Regions from separate parts of the Macaca mulatta genome. Here region 2 is linked to region 1. The links are chromatin contacts, called in public Hi-C maps. All regions are on one chromosome and are shown on one strand. The core of a region is the stretch at or near the end of the contact, and the rest is flanking DNA. Distances in the headings are between cores, read along the strand shown.

Region 1 (6,347 bases), core at 1,982-4,481:
TCCCCCAGGGGCACTGGCCTCCTACACGCCAGGCTTCCACGTAAACATCACTCAAGCACTGGGGAGTGTCCACAGATACAGGTCAGCAGCGGTGCCCTGACCGGGCCGCACTGCAGCAGGAACCACCCAGGAACCAGACGCAGTATACAGGCTCAGCTCGGCTGTCTGGTCATACTGGTCTGGAAACCCTTCCTCAAATCCCTGGAGCCTGAGAGGTTTTTGAACTCAGATTCAGACTTTAAAACAGAAGTCCAGGGCATACAACATACATTAGCCAATATCCCCAGAAGGGCACAGGACAAGACCCGCAGTCACATTCAAAAACACCTCTACAGAAAAGCAGAACTTTCACACTAAAAGAAATAAACATAAACAATCAAAAGCCACATGTTTCAATTCAGAGGAGTTCTCCCCACCCATCAAATGATTTCAGATCAGGCCAAATCTGACTAGCAAACGAGTTACCAAAAAACATCTGGGTTTCAGAGCTTTCTGGATGTTGAAATCGCAGATAAGAGGTTGCAGGCCTGACTCAAGGGCTGTTAATTCTCAAGGCATCTGCGATTCACCCAGGGCTGGGATGGACCCAGAAAGCAGGCAGCACACGGCCGAGGTTCCCAGGCTGTTGACCAGGGTGCCCACCAGGGCGCCTGTCCAGGCGCTGGACACAGCTTCTGGGCGTGTTGTGTCTCATCCCTTACTTCAGCCAGAATGGAAAACTGCGTGAGTAAGGCTGCGCTGCAGAGTCAGCAGCTCCCCGCCCCTTCAACATACAGCAGACTGTGCTTTGAGGGAGAACAGGAATTAAAATAAATAAATAAATAAAATAAAATAAAACAAGCCACTTTACCTACGATGTGACCTGAAGAACAAAGTCAAAGTTTGATAAATATGATATTTATGCAGATAGGGGAATTTACAATTTTAAGAAACTGTTATAGAAGGTCAGGGTTTCTTAAAGTAGGGCATAACCATATTCAAGGTGCAGGGAAAAAAATAACAAAATTTGCAAAATTCAGTTATCTATAACGTATTTTCTCTTTTTATAAAGGTATAGATTACCAGGTCAACACGGATGCTAACATGAAGACAACAAATGGAAAGCCACTTGGTGTAGTTCAAAGAACCTGGGGTTTTTCTCGGGGGACCTAGGTTCGAGATCTGGTCCTCACTGAACTATCTGGCCTTGGCTAAGTTACTTAGCACCTATCAGCTTCCCTGATTACATGTAAGATAAATGTGATAAAGTAGTATCTTACTTACCTTAGAGTTTGGTTGTGAGAATTAAGTGATAAACAGATCTGAAGGTGCTTTAAAAACCGTAAAATATTACAGAGGAGATCGTTTTACGTTGGGGTTATGTTCTAAGGGCAGTAAATTAGATGAAAATAGAGTGTGTTGAAATTACTCTTGAAAAATTCCCCAGATAGCTCACAGTGTGGAGCATACGTGGTTTTGTGTAAACTGTGTCATCTCTCAGCAAATCCCTCCAACACTGGAATAGATTCCTGTTTTCAGGGTTAAATACACACCGTGGCTGGCCTGCATTGAGAGACCACCTTGAACAAAAATATAAAAATAAACAAAATTAAATAATATATATTGTGTTTCACTAGATGCGTATATAATACATGGGATCCAAGAATGCTGGAAGTTCATACACTCTGACTCCGACCTACAGTAATTAGGAGGCTTTGCCACCTATGACTGTGTGTTATTTTATTACTGTACACAATGAAGAAATGTTTTTGGAATTACTGAAAAGCTTCTCAGGATCCAGAAGTTCTCTCCTTGTCTCTTATAATAATTTAAAGATAACACAGCTCTTTGTATAATTTTGGCATTTGATTTTTCATCCAACAAGAATGTACTGGAGACACACTCCCTGCAAGGCACCGTGCAAAGCAGGAGAAAGAAGCAAACGAAATAAAAAGACAACACGGCGTCCCTGCCCTCAAGGAACTCACTAGCTGAAGACGCCAACAAAGGCCCTCACAGCTGACCACGATGCAAGACGGAGGGAAACCAGCAGTGATCACAGGGGTATGTATCGTAATTTAGAAATGCAGGGGAAAGACCAAGTAACCCCGGACAGACGAGGGAAGACTTCACCCCGGGGACAGTCTGTAGGCCGGCTCTTCAGGCATGAACAGTATTTCAATATGGAAAAAGGAGGGGCTCCAGACTGATAAAGCATGACCACAGAGTCATGGAAACTCTTGGCACACAGTAAGCAGAGGCGTGTGGTGAGACCACAAATCTAACATTTATGAGATACCTACGAGGCATCAGGAATGAGGATAAGTCAACCCAGCTGTAATCATCAAGACAACACCAAGGCGACACTTACTACTAAGTCCTGGCATCTCGATTCTAGACAACGCTGTGCTGGAGCTCTCAAGCCTGCCCTGCAGACGCCGTCTCCACCCTCTCTCCCCTGCGCGGGCTGCATCAACAGGTTTCCCCTTGGGGAGGAGCAGCGGAGGGGAGGGAGAAAGAGGGGAGGGAGGTCAGGGTTGCTTCTTGGGGTAGGGTTGCTGTCACTGCTCCTGTCTGGCAGCTCTGTCCACCCAGCCCTCTTTGAACCCAGGTCTGGTAACTGCCCCTCTGCCCCTTCAGGCCTAGGGTGGAACTGTGCCTGCTGTACCAGTCCTGGCCACTACCTCAGCCCTTGTGGTCTCCCTATATCTTGCACCAACCTTCACAACAGTGACTTTACCACAATCCCCTTAAATTGGCCAATTTGAGGGCACCATTGCTTCCTGCCAGGACTCTCTAGAATTGCCTTGCAGTCAGCTCTCCTTGTTAGAGCTGAGAAAACTGAGGCCAGGAAAGAATAAGCAATTATCCAAGTTTACAGAGTCATTTCATTAAACAGCAGAATCAAGACTGCAACCCAGTCTTGTCTGTCTCCAAAGCCTATGTGCACCACCTCTGGGAAAGTAATTTGGTGGTAGATTACAGAGGATCATGAAAGAATGCACGTAATCTTTTGTGCTAATTCTCAAGAGTTCATTATTCATCTGCACGTGTGCAGCCTGCGCCTGCCTGTCTCTTTAAACGGTCCTGCAAATGAGATGCTCCAATCAGGCGTTCATGGCAGCAAACGGTGCCAAACGTACAAAAGCAATCCTTAAAAAAAAAAACAAAAACTCAGAGATATTCCAAGACTCCAGTCCAGATCCTTCCTAGATCCCGGGTCCTGCATCTGCTGTTTCCCTTCTTAGACTCTTAGCTAATTGGGAGAGAATGCATGTTATTGGCGATCAGAAGGCATATGTCATGAAATTTCTTTAGCAAACATATGCCCCTCATCATTTTTCTAAACAGCTCTAAATTTTTTTCCAGCTCCCCATTCCTAAAAGAGCTTAGACACTTGTCACCCTTCTTGGCTTGTCAGAGCAGCCCGTGTTGCTGTGCTTGGGTGTGAAGGGCAGCTCTGAAGCCAAGCCCTGTCTCCTCGTACTCGGCGCTACCCTTCTTGAGAGTGGTCTTGTACTGGCTCTCGCTTGGGGGAAGGAGTACACTTTCCATTAGAGATTTCGGAGACTGGCGGGGCACAGTGGCTCATGCCTATAATCCCAGCATTTTGGGAGGCCAAGGCGGGTGGATCACCTGAGGTCGGGAGTTCGAGACCAGCCTAACCAACATGGAGAAACCTTGTCTCTACTAAAAATACAAAATTAGCCGGGTGTGATGAAGCATGCCTATAATCCCAGCTACTCGGGAGGCTGAGGTAGGAGAATCGCTTGAACCTGGGAGGCAGAGGTTGCGGTGAGCCGAGATCGCGCCACTGCACTCCAGCCTGGGCGACAAAGCGAGACTCCGTCTCAAAAAAAAAAAAAAAAAAAAAACATTCTGGAGATCGGATACTGAAACTTTACACAGGAGGCTGAGCAGGGCTGCTTGTAATGCACGTAGGTGTGATCTGGTGACACATCATCAGGCGTTCTGACAGCCTCAAATGTGCAGGCAATTATCCCACTTCTTGCCCGGGGCTTTGAACCTTTTAAACATTCAGTTTAGGATTCTATAACTTCATGAAACTATTGTTTTTAAAAAAACATTCTGAAACTGAAGTAAGCTACTCCCAAAAAGACAAATATTGTGTGATTCCACTTATACAAGATATCTAAAGTAGTCAAATGCACAGAGACAAGAAAGTCGAACGCTGGACCAGGAGCTGGCGGGGGAGAGTGGGGAATTATGTAATGGGGATAGATTTCAGTTTGGGAAGATGAAAAGTTCTGCAGATGGATGGCAGTGATGGCTGCATCACAATGTGAATGTACTTAATGCTATGAACTGCACACTTAAAAATGTGTAAGATGCTAAATTTTATGTTACATGTATTTTACCATGATTAAATTTTTTTTTTTTTTAAAAAGGGTTCTAGGGCTGGGTGTAGTGGCTCATGCCTGTAATCCCAACACTTTGGGAAGCTGAGGCAGGAGGATCACTTGAGCCCAGGAGTTCAAAATCAGCCTGAGCAACAAATCGAGACCCCATCTCTACAAAAAAATTAAAAAATTACCTGGGCATGGTGGCGTGTGCCTATAGTCCCAGACTTAGGAGGCTGAGGCTGGAGGATTGCTTGGGCTGGGGAGGTCGGGGCTGCAGTGAGCCCAGATCATGTCACTGTACTCCAGCCTGGGCAACAGACTAGGCCCTCTCTCAAAAGATTTTTAAAAAACGAAGAAAAGAAAGAGAATGAGTAAATAGAATATGGCTGCTGATGAAACACTGAAAAACTACAACTGTTAACAGAAAGACAGAAGAGTTCCATCAACACTAGGTTACAGTGGTTGGCGTGCGCTGTAAACAGAGAAAAGTTAAAATGTCCTAAGTAGACACGACTGAACGTACCATTTAATATTTCCACTCTGAACTCTTTTGTTCAACAAGCTAGTACTGAGGGCCCACTGAGTTACATGAGCCAGAATGACATCCTCCAGGTCCTCCTGGTCTGGACGGTTAAGTGGAGTTGGCTATGCCCTGAGACACGTGGCCTGGGGCCTAAGGGGCACCCAGTGAACTGCACCTACATCCACCTGCCCTGAGGTTTCCCATGCCATGGGAGCAGGGTTCTGAAGGATGAGGGCGTGGCTCCGTGAAGAAGGGGTAGGAAGGGACGCTCCAAGGAAGGCAAGGGTGCTCAGCATGTGGAATCCTGTACACAACAGCCTGGCACCTTCAGAAGCTACCAGAAGTCCAGGGTGGCTGCATCCAGGGCCCTGGGAGGAAAGAGTCAGGAAAACAGGTGGCAAGTAGTTCCCAGAGTCAGCCCTGAACCCCAAGAGTCATGGGGAACTTCTGGGGGATGCTGGGCAATTCCATTTTTAAAAGTGCTGAAGAGGTGGGATTTGAAGAAAAACTGGTAAAGACAAGGAAATCTGTTCAGAGACTCCTCCAATAATCCAAGGGAAAGGGCTTCAGATCTGCATGAGCAAACCATGTGTGGCCTCTCCTACAGGCAAGGGCAGACCAGAGCGATCTCCTCAGTCCCTTTCAGGTCGATGACAGTCCCATCTTTTTTCCCATCATTCACTCATTGGGCATAACTGAGTACTTAACATACCGTGGACAGTGGAGCCAGGATGCTTGACTTCAAATCCCAGCTCTGAAACACACTGGCCAGGCGATCTTGAGCAAGTTACTCTAAGTTTTGGGCCTCTCTTTCCTTGTCGGTCAAAATGAAGAAAATAATAGGACCTACTTCAAAAGGGTGTTGTGAGAATTAAACAAAAGAATACATTAAAAATGCTTAGCCCAACACCTGATGCTTGGTGAGCACTCTTTAAAGCCAGCATTTCTCTCCCCTCCCCTCCTGCATCTAAACACACACACACACACACACACACGCATGAATGAGACACGGACCCCACCTTCTAACAGCACAAGCTCTAGCTGGGAAATAACTCCGTGGCGTAAGATATAATTAAGTACAAGATGCAATCTGAACACGTATTTTTATATAATTAAATTATATCAACTCAATAAAAGGCCATTTTCAAGGAAGGCAAAGAAATGACACACCAAGCCAGATTTCAGTCTTTGAGAGCAGTGGAGTGTGGGCAATCCTGCTTAATTACTTTCTAAAGGACTAATTCGGTGAAGCCGAGCTAACAGATCATTATCTTTATTATAGCTCCATACAGTCCCCTGGGAGCGGCTGCCACATTTTGCATACAGGATGGGTAAGCATAAGCGACTCAATAGTAGATAAATAATCATCACTAAGTCCTATTCCTAAGGATTTTCAACTGTTTGTGACGAAGACAGCTGGGGCTAAAGTGCACAGTAATGCTGCAGTATAAGAGAGTCCTAATTCCATTCAACCGTTTCTC
Region 2 (6,741 bases), core at 732-3,231, 75 kb before region 1:
TGTTGGAGAGGCATGGGTGTCAGGGCACAAGAGGGAATGAGGAGCTGGCGGATGAAGGGCCCGGAGCCCCAGCCAAGGAGTAATGTTGAGCTGACGGCAGCAGTGAGCAGCAGTGAGCAGCAGTGATGCCATCGTAAAGGAAAAACAACTTTGCGCCCTGAAGAACCCTGAGGTGAAATAGTCAGAAGACAATTTTACCAAATGCTAGAGCTTTAGAGAGGACAGGCACTCAAGGTGTCCAGCCCAGGGGTTCTCGACTTGACAGCTGTGATATGGGGCTGTCTGATCCTGGGGTTGAGGGGGCACAATACAAAAGGGCACCACACCTAACATGTCGACGTCTTCACTATGTTGAGGTGTTTTTTTTAATGTTTGTTGACTCCAAAGATGGGCAGTTTATATCACACTTGTCCAACCCACAGCCCACAGGCCACATGCGGCCCAGGATGACTTTGAATGTGGCCCAACACACATTTGTAAACTTTCTTAAAACATGAGATGTTTTTGGCAATTTTTTTTTTTTTGGCTCATCAGCTATCAATAGTGTTTGTGTATTTTATGTGTGGCCCAAGACAATTCTTTTAATCTGGGGAAGCCGAAAGTCCAGGGACACCCCTGATTTATATGTATGTGACAGCAAAGTTTCTAACACATGACTGAAACATCCTTACTCTAACAAAATCAACTCATTTCAACAACTTCTCAGTAAAGCTGAAACAGCGTCTTGCTTATAAAGTTGACATAGCTCATTCCCCTAAGACTTAACAAAAGGGGAACCAGTTTGATAATTGAAACGCTTTATCAATCTAGCAACATCTAACATGAACTGTGCTTCTAAATAAGCAGCCAATTTTCTATTGGGGATAAAATACTTTTTTAATTGAAAAATATCTCTATCAGATTAGTTTACTGGCTACATTTTACAAGCCTTCCATCACAATGTTATTGCCAATTCCCTATTTAAATGTCGTATTTCATGATGACATGAATCACTATGTAATTAATACTCATTTATCATCAATAGTACATAAAGTAAAATATTATCATATATTGCTTTTGTTTATAATAGAGGTTTTATTGATGCAAAGATTAAATGCTGTTAAATTTTGTGGCTTGTTACAAAGTATTTGAAAAAGTTAAACATTCTAAGATAAAGGTCTTCCTTATCACAAGAAAGACTCCAATCTAGTGACCGTTTGTAAAGAAAATGAAACATGGGAGCAAGAAGACTGAAACCATCATAAACAATACAGTTTTGGCTGGGCGCGTGCCTCACACCTGTAATCCCGGCACTTCGGGAGGCCGAGGAGGGTGGATCACGAGGTCAAGGGCTCGAGACCATCCTGGCCAACATGGTGAAACTCCGTCTCTACTAAAAATACAAAACTTAGCTGGGCATGGTGGCACACACCTGTAGTCCCAGCTACTAAGGAGGCTGAGGCATGAGAATTGCATGAACCCAAGAGGCAGAGGTTGCAGTGACCCAAGATTGTGCCGCTGCACTCCAGCCTGGAGACAGAGTAAGACTCTATCTCAAACAAAAGAAAAAGAAAAAGAAAAAGAATATAGTTTTACGAAAGCAAAACGTGTAATTACTTTAAAATAAAGTATCTCGGAAAAGGTTAATGTTTAGGACTTCACAAACACTGTTATTTGTGTTCAATAGTAAGATTTGTATAATTTATACAGAATGGCTTTCTATCTACTGTAATTATTATTATTGAGAAATATATGTGCTGAGATGGAACCATTTTTCTGAAGTAAAGGGAGCCTTTTTCTCATTTGCGCCTAAGTGCCATATGTGCTAACGACAGCTTTGCACATGGCGTGTGAGAAACTGTGAGCTTTATGGCTAATAATCTGTCACGGCTGCAAGTTAAAGCACTGCCTGTGTGAATGATTTGCTTCTTCTACAAAGCAGCACAGGGTGGAAGCCATCCCTATGACGTCAGCACTCTCACTCACGTGCACCCTAACGAGCCTTCCTGAGTGGAAGAGAAGGGGGCTCCGGAACAGCGGGCAGGCTGGGATCGCACGCAGCCCACAGACCAGCTCCCGCCCGACGCCTTATTTAAGAACTGTAAGCATCACGAGGATTTACAATACTTTATCTCCCCCAACTATGTTAGACACAAGTGCAACGCGGATTGTGACAAAATCTAACACTTTCATCTCACAAATGAGGAAAATAAAAAGGGAGGGATTGTAGAAAATCTCACCGATTACTTTCCTCTGCTCCACACAAGCCTGTCTTTATAACAACCATCACAGCGATGATGACCATTTACTGAGTGCCAAGCTCTATGCTGGGTATTTTCCTACAAGTTAGCTCATTTATAAGATTCAAGGGAATTAGGTATAAAATCTCTAATTTGCAGAGGAAAAAATTGAGCTTGGAGACGTTAAGGCAGAACTGGATACACACCCAGACCTTTCTTTTACTGCAGAGCCTCTGCCCTTTCCACCATGTCTTGCTGCCTACACGAATCCAACAAGGGCAATCTTTTAAATCACAGGACAGCCTGCAGGAACAATGGACACGTCGAGTGAACGATGGGGAAGAGGCATGCCATCTTGAGTCCACTGAATGCAGTCATGTTTAAAAACAGAAATTACGTGGAGGCCCACCTCCCTACTCCTTTCCTTCCCCGTGTCCCATCCTCGAGAGTGGCGTTTCTCAGCAAGACTCTAGCTCTGCTTTGGTGCTAGGGTCAAAGCAGCCTAAGCATGGGGCTGCACACGTGGGAATACAGAGAAAGAAAGGCGGGAAGGGGTCACGCAGCCACTGAATTACCAGCTTGACCTTCACTTCTACCGCATCTTAGCTGCTTCTTTCTGAGTTACCACAGCACTTACTCCCATGCGTCCCTGTCAGGAACAGCAATTGCCGAAGAGGAGACAGTGACTGTCTCTGAAAGCCCTTCGGTGCACCATGCGCGAAACTCGGCCAGTTCTGCGCTCTGCTCGCCTCAACCACGCCTGGGTTCTAACGAGACACAGAATTTCTTTTTAAATGGACATGTTTAGTTGCCTGAATTAGTTTGGGAACATGATTAGTAAATTTTCCCAGTCCCTCATTTCCAAATCAAAATTTCCTACTGTGGCGTTTTTCAAAAATCTCTTTGTAAATATCTTCTGTGGAAATATTTACCCAGCACATTTACCAAAGCCATAGGATTTTAAAGATAAAACGGATCTGGAGTTTACACAATGCAGATTCTTTTTGGAAATTCTTAATAAAAATCAGATGTGCAGAGGAGGAGCCAAGTCTCTAAGAACTGCCAAGATCTAGACATTTCAGGTCAACTTCCGAGCTTACCCTGAATTCAAAGCAGCTTTGGGCTGCGCTGCGCCTCCCACTAACTCACACTCTGTTGCCATTGTAACCACTTGGCCTCATTTCCAAGGTATTATCACCCCATTAGCATAATCTTCTGATAAGAAGTACTAATAGTCTAAATGAGAAGAAGACAGAACCCATGTTAATGGTTTTTTAAATTGTTAATTGACCGTGGACCTGACCTGCTATAGATATGAGAAGTGTCTCTATGTTTTCTACAACAGACATCTTTTAGGAATAAAACTGAAAAAGAGTTTAAGCTTCCTTTATAGGACTGAATCACCATGGATTTACAAACTTGGAATTTTTACAGCCTGTGGGTTGGAGTCGATTGCTTTATGACTAAGCCTTCTCCTGACATGAACATTTGGGGAAAAAAACACATGCTTAGCCTCTGAAGCTGAAATTCCTTCCTAAGCTTTACTAAACAGAGAGAATAAAATTAAAGTACAGTGTTTAAAAAGTGAGAACAAAGTACAATGTTAGGTAAAAATACATAGAGAAACTGGATTTTCTTTACAGAGTACATTATATAGATATAAATGTATTATGTAGACACAAAACAAGCTGCTAAAATGCCAAAAAGCAGCATTCAGGAATAAAATGTTAGTATGAGTTTCACCAATACTTATCATAATCCATTACAAACTAACCTCATAGACAAATTCAAAATTTGGAGTCCATGTATTTCACGAAACCATTAAGAAAAATGGTTCACATTTCTGGTGTTAGCATCAATATTAAACATAGCCTCTGATAAATCATAAAATTACAACTTTTCAGCCACTCTGTCTCAGAAAATACTGCTGACAAACTTAAAGCAGTCCATTAAAATGAACTTTAAAAGGTCAGGAGAGTGTACTAGAAATAGAAGGTGCTCACATAGAAATTCAGAATGGCTTCCCCAGTTCCAGGTACTTGGTACTAAGAAATTCTCAGGAACTACTTATGTCTACATGAGAGTGCTGGGAATCTGAGTGACAGTTTTTCTACCTGCGCAGTAGTTTGAGTGAACTGTGCCTGGCAGCTGCCCTCAAATGGCTGTTTGATTAGTGCCTACAAATATCTGAGGAGAAGGCCTTCTTCTCCAAGAGTGCTCCTAGCTTGATGGAATATGAGGGGATCTTCTGACTCCTCTCTGGGGACAAGCGGTGCTAAAATATCTGAACAGCAGGAACCAAGAGATAAGACGTCCTTACCTTTCACTGTTCTTTTTGCCACTAGAAGAGCTGCTGGTAGAGCCTGTGCGATTCCGGTTTCCTTTGGAATCCCCATTGCTTTCTCTTCGACCCCCAGGAGATACTCGTTCAGAAGAGCTGGTCCTCTTGATGTTACTAAGGGTGGAATGTAAGTGACAGTGAACTCCTTAATATCGTGATTTTATTTTATTGCGATGCATACAAATACATACATAGAACATCATCCTTCCACGTGGATATTCAAAAGATAGGCCTAGCTACGGAGATCAAAAAGCTTTTCAGAGTGTCACATGGAATAACACCTCTGCTCTCTGCCTCTGTACTGAGGCCACTAGTACAGTTCACAGTCATGGAGGAAACTGAGACATTAAGACTTCAACAGTACCGTGTGAGAGCACTCCAGGGCCTTCCAGGGAGGCAATCCTGCCCCTGAGCAGGCTTCACTCTCCTGGGATGTCCAATCTTTTGGTTTCTGTGGGCCACATTGGAAGAAGAAGAATGAATTGTCTTGGGCCACACATAAAATATACTAATGCTAGCGACAGCAGATGAATTAAACACAAAAAAAAACTTGCAAAAAAATAGAGTATTAAGAAAGTTTACAAATTTATGTTGGGCCACATTCAAAGCCGTCCTGAGCCACATACGGCCCATGGGCCGGCAGGCTGGACAAGCTTGGTCTAGATGGTGCTGTGCAACCCAGGGGGATGGTGCCCCCAGGAGACATCTGGCCATGTCTGGAGACATCCTTCTGCTGCCACAGCTGGGGAGGGACTGCTACTGGCATGTAGTGGGTGGAGGCCAGGGGTGCTGCTAAAAATCCTACGCAGCCCGGGATGGCCCCTCCACAAAGTATCACCTGGCCCAGACGTCAACAGTGCTGATGCTGAAGAAATCTGGCCTAAAGGCACGCGTGGGACAAATGCTAACAGGATGCCACAGGTAATGACAGAAATGTTCCACCCTATGCAAGATGCCTTCGTTTGGAGGTGGTGTCCATGTAAGTGGCCAACTTCGTTCGTAGGACAAGAGTGACTAGAGTGCTCGGAGGCCTGGGAAGGCAGCCTGGGGAAGGCTTCCTGAAGACTGCGAATTTCCAGGAAAGATCAAATGGCTTGAATGTGTTGTTACGACACAGACAGAAAGAGCCTGCTCTAGGAGAGGGGATCTCCAATACACAGGGGATTCGCAGGCATGAGGGGTAAGCCAGAGCCCAGGCACGGAGTGGAGGCTGATTGTCCCCCTCTCAGAGCACACTATGGACTGTTTGTGTCCCCCAAATTCATGTGTAGAAACCCTAACCCTCAATGTGATGGAGTTAGGGGGTGGGGCCTTTGGGAGGTGATGAAGTCAGCAGGGTGGATCCCTCATGAGTGGCATTAGTGTCCTTATGGAAGAGGCCCAGAGAGCTCCCTTACCCTCTCCACCATGTGAGAAGATGGCCGCCTGCAACCTGGAAGACAGCCCTCCTCAGAACCCGACCACGCTGGTCCCCTTGGTCTCGGACTCCCAGCCTCCAGGATGGTGGGACATATATTTCTGCTGTTTATACGCTTCCCAGTCTATGGACTTTGTTACAGCAACCCAAACTCACTAAGACAGAGCACATAACTGTAGTATAGGTATCTCTGTATATATTTTATAATCGTCATCATTAGTCCACACATTTCTTGAGATCTTATCTCATTTATCATTTTCGCATGCTTTGCAGAGCCTCACACAAAAGTTTGGTGCACACTTATTAAATGAAAGGATGAAATAAATGGAAGTATCACACAGTGACCCTGTCACCAGAAGAGACACAAACTGCTTTAAGGCAGCACCTGCTCTGTAAGCAAAAAAGAAGGAGGGGAGGGGCAGGCGAGGGGCCAGGGCTCTGGGAACAGGCACAGACTTGGGTGGTTCTGGTCTTGACACTTGGAACTGGAGGTGTGGGTGGGTGAGAATACAAGCCTGCAACACCCGAGACAGCTCAGGACAGGCCTTGTCCATCTGGCGGGTGCTGAGCCACGGATGCAGAGGAAATCACGGAGGGAGGAGGTCACCAAGGACGGAAGAGCCCCGGGAAAACTAATGTTTAAAGACGTGGGCTGAGAAGCTACCGCAGGAGTCAGAGGTAGCAGCGACACCAGGAGAGAAGGAGTGGTGCGCAGAAGCTAGCGCAGGACTCGGTACGTGTGCTGGTGCTGCACAGAGGAGGGG

What was found. Hi-C and Micro-C count contacts between places; a contact is called where the count stands out from the background.
Region 2: a contact with region 1 is called in a Hi-C map of fetal cortical plate, with 2.5 times the contacts expected there. The contact joins two enhancer-like sites. A contact is called at or near these places in 4 of 14 Hi-C or Micro-C datasets (cortical neurons, fetal cortex germinal zone, fetal cortical plate and 1 more).

What each region holds. Positions count from the first base shown.
Region 1 is chr7:173,137,980-173,144,326 of T2T-MMU8v2.0, reverse strand. The region is part of intron 1 of EML1 (EMAP like 1); the gene reads right to left. Among named protein-coding and RNA genes, the nearest start is that of EML1, 73 kb to the right of the region's middle. Within about 2 kb of position 3,231, at least 7 of the 40 cell types and tissues checked have an H3K27ac peak or open chromatin away from gene starts, as enhancers often do. A contact at or near this core is called in fetal cortical plate, where this site is marked.
Region 2 is chr7:173,211,446-173,218,186 of T2T-MMU8v2.0, reverse strand. It overlaps EML1 (EMAP like 1), which reads right to left. Exons shown (of 23, transcript XM_077941691.1): 5 at 4,540-4,674. Among named protein-coding and RNA genes, the nearest start is that of EVL, 95 kb to the left of the region's middle. Within about 2 kb of position 1,981, at least 8 of the 40 cell types and tissues checked have an H3K27ac peak or open chromatin away from gene starts, as enhancers often do. A contact at or near this core is called in fetal cortical plate, where this site is marked.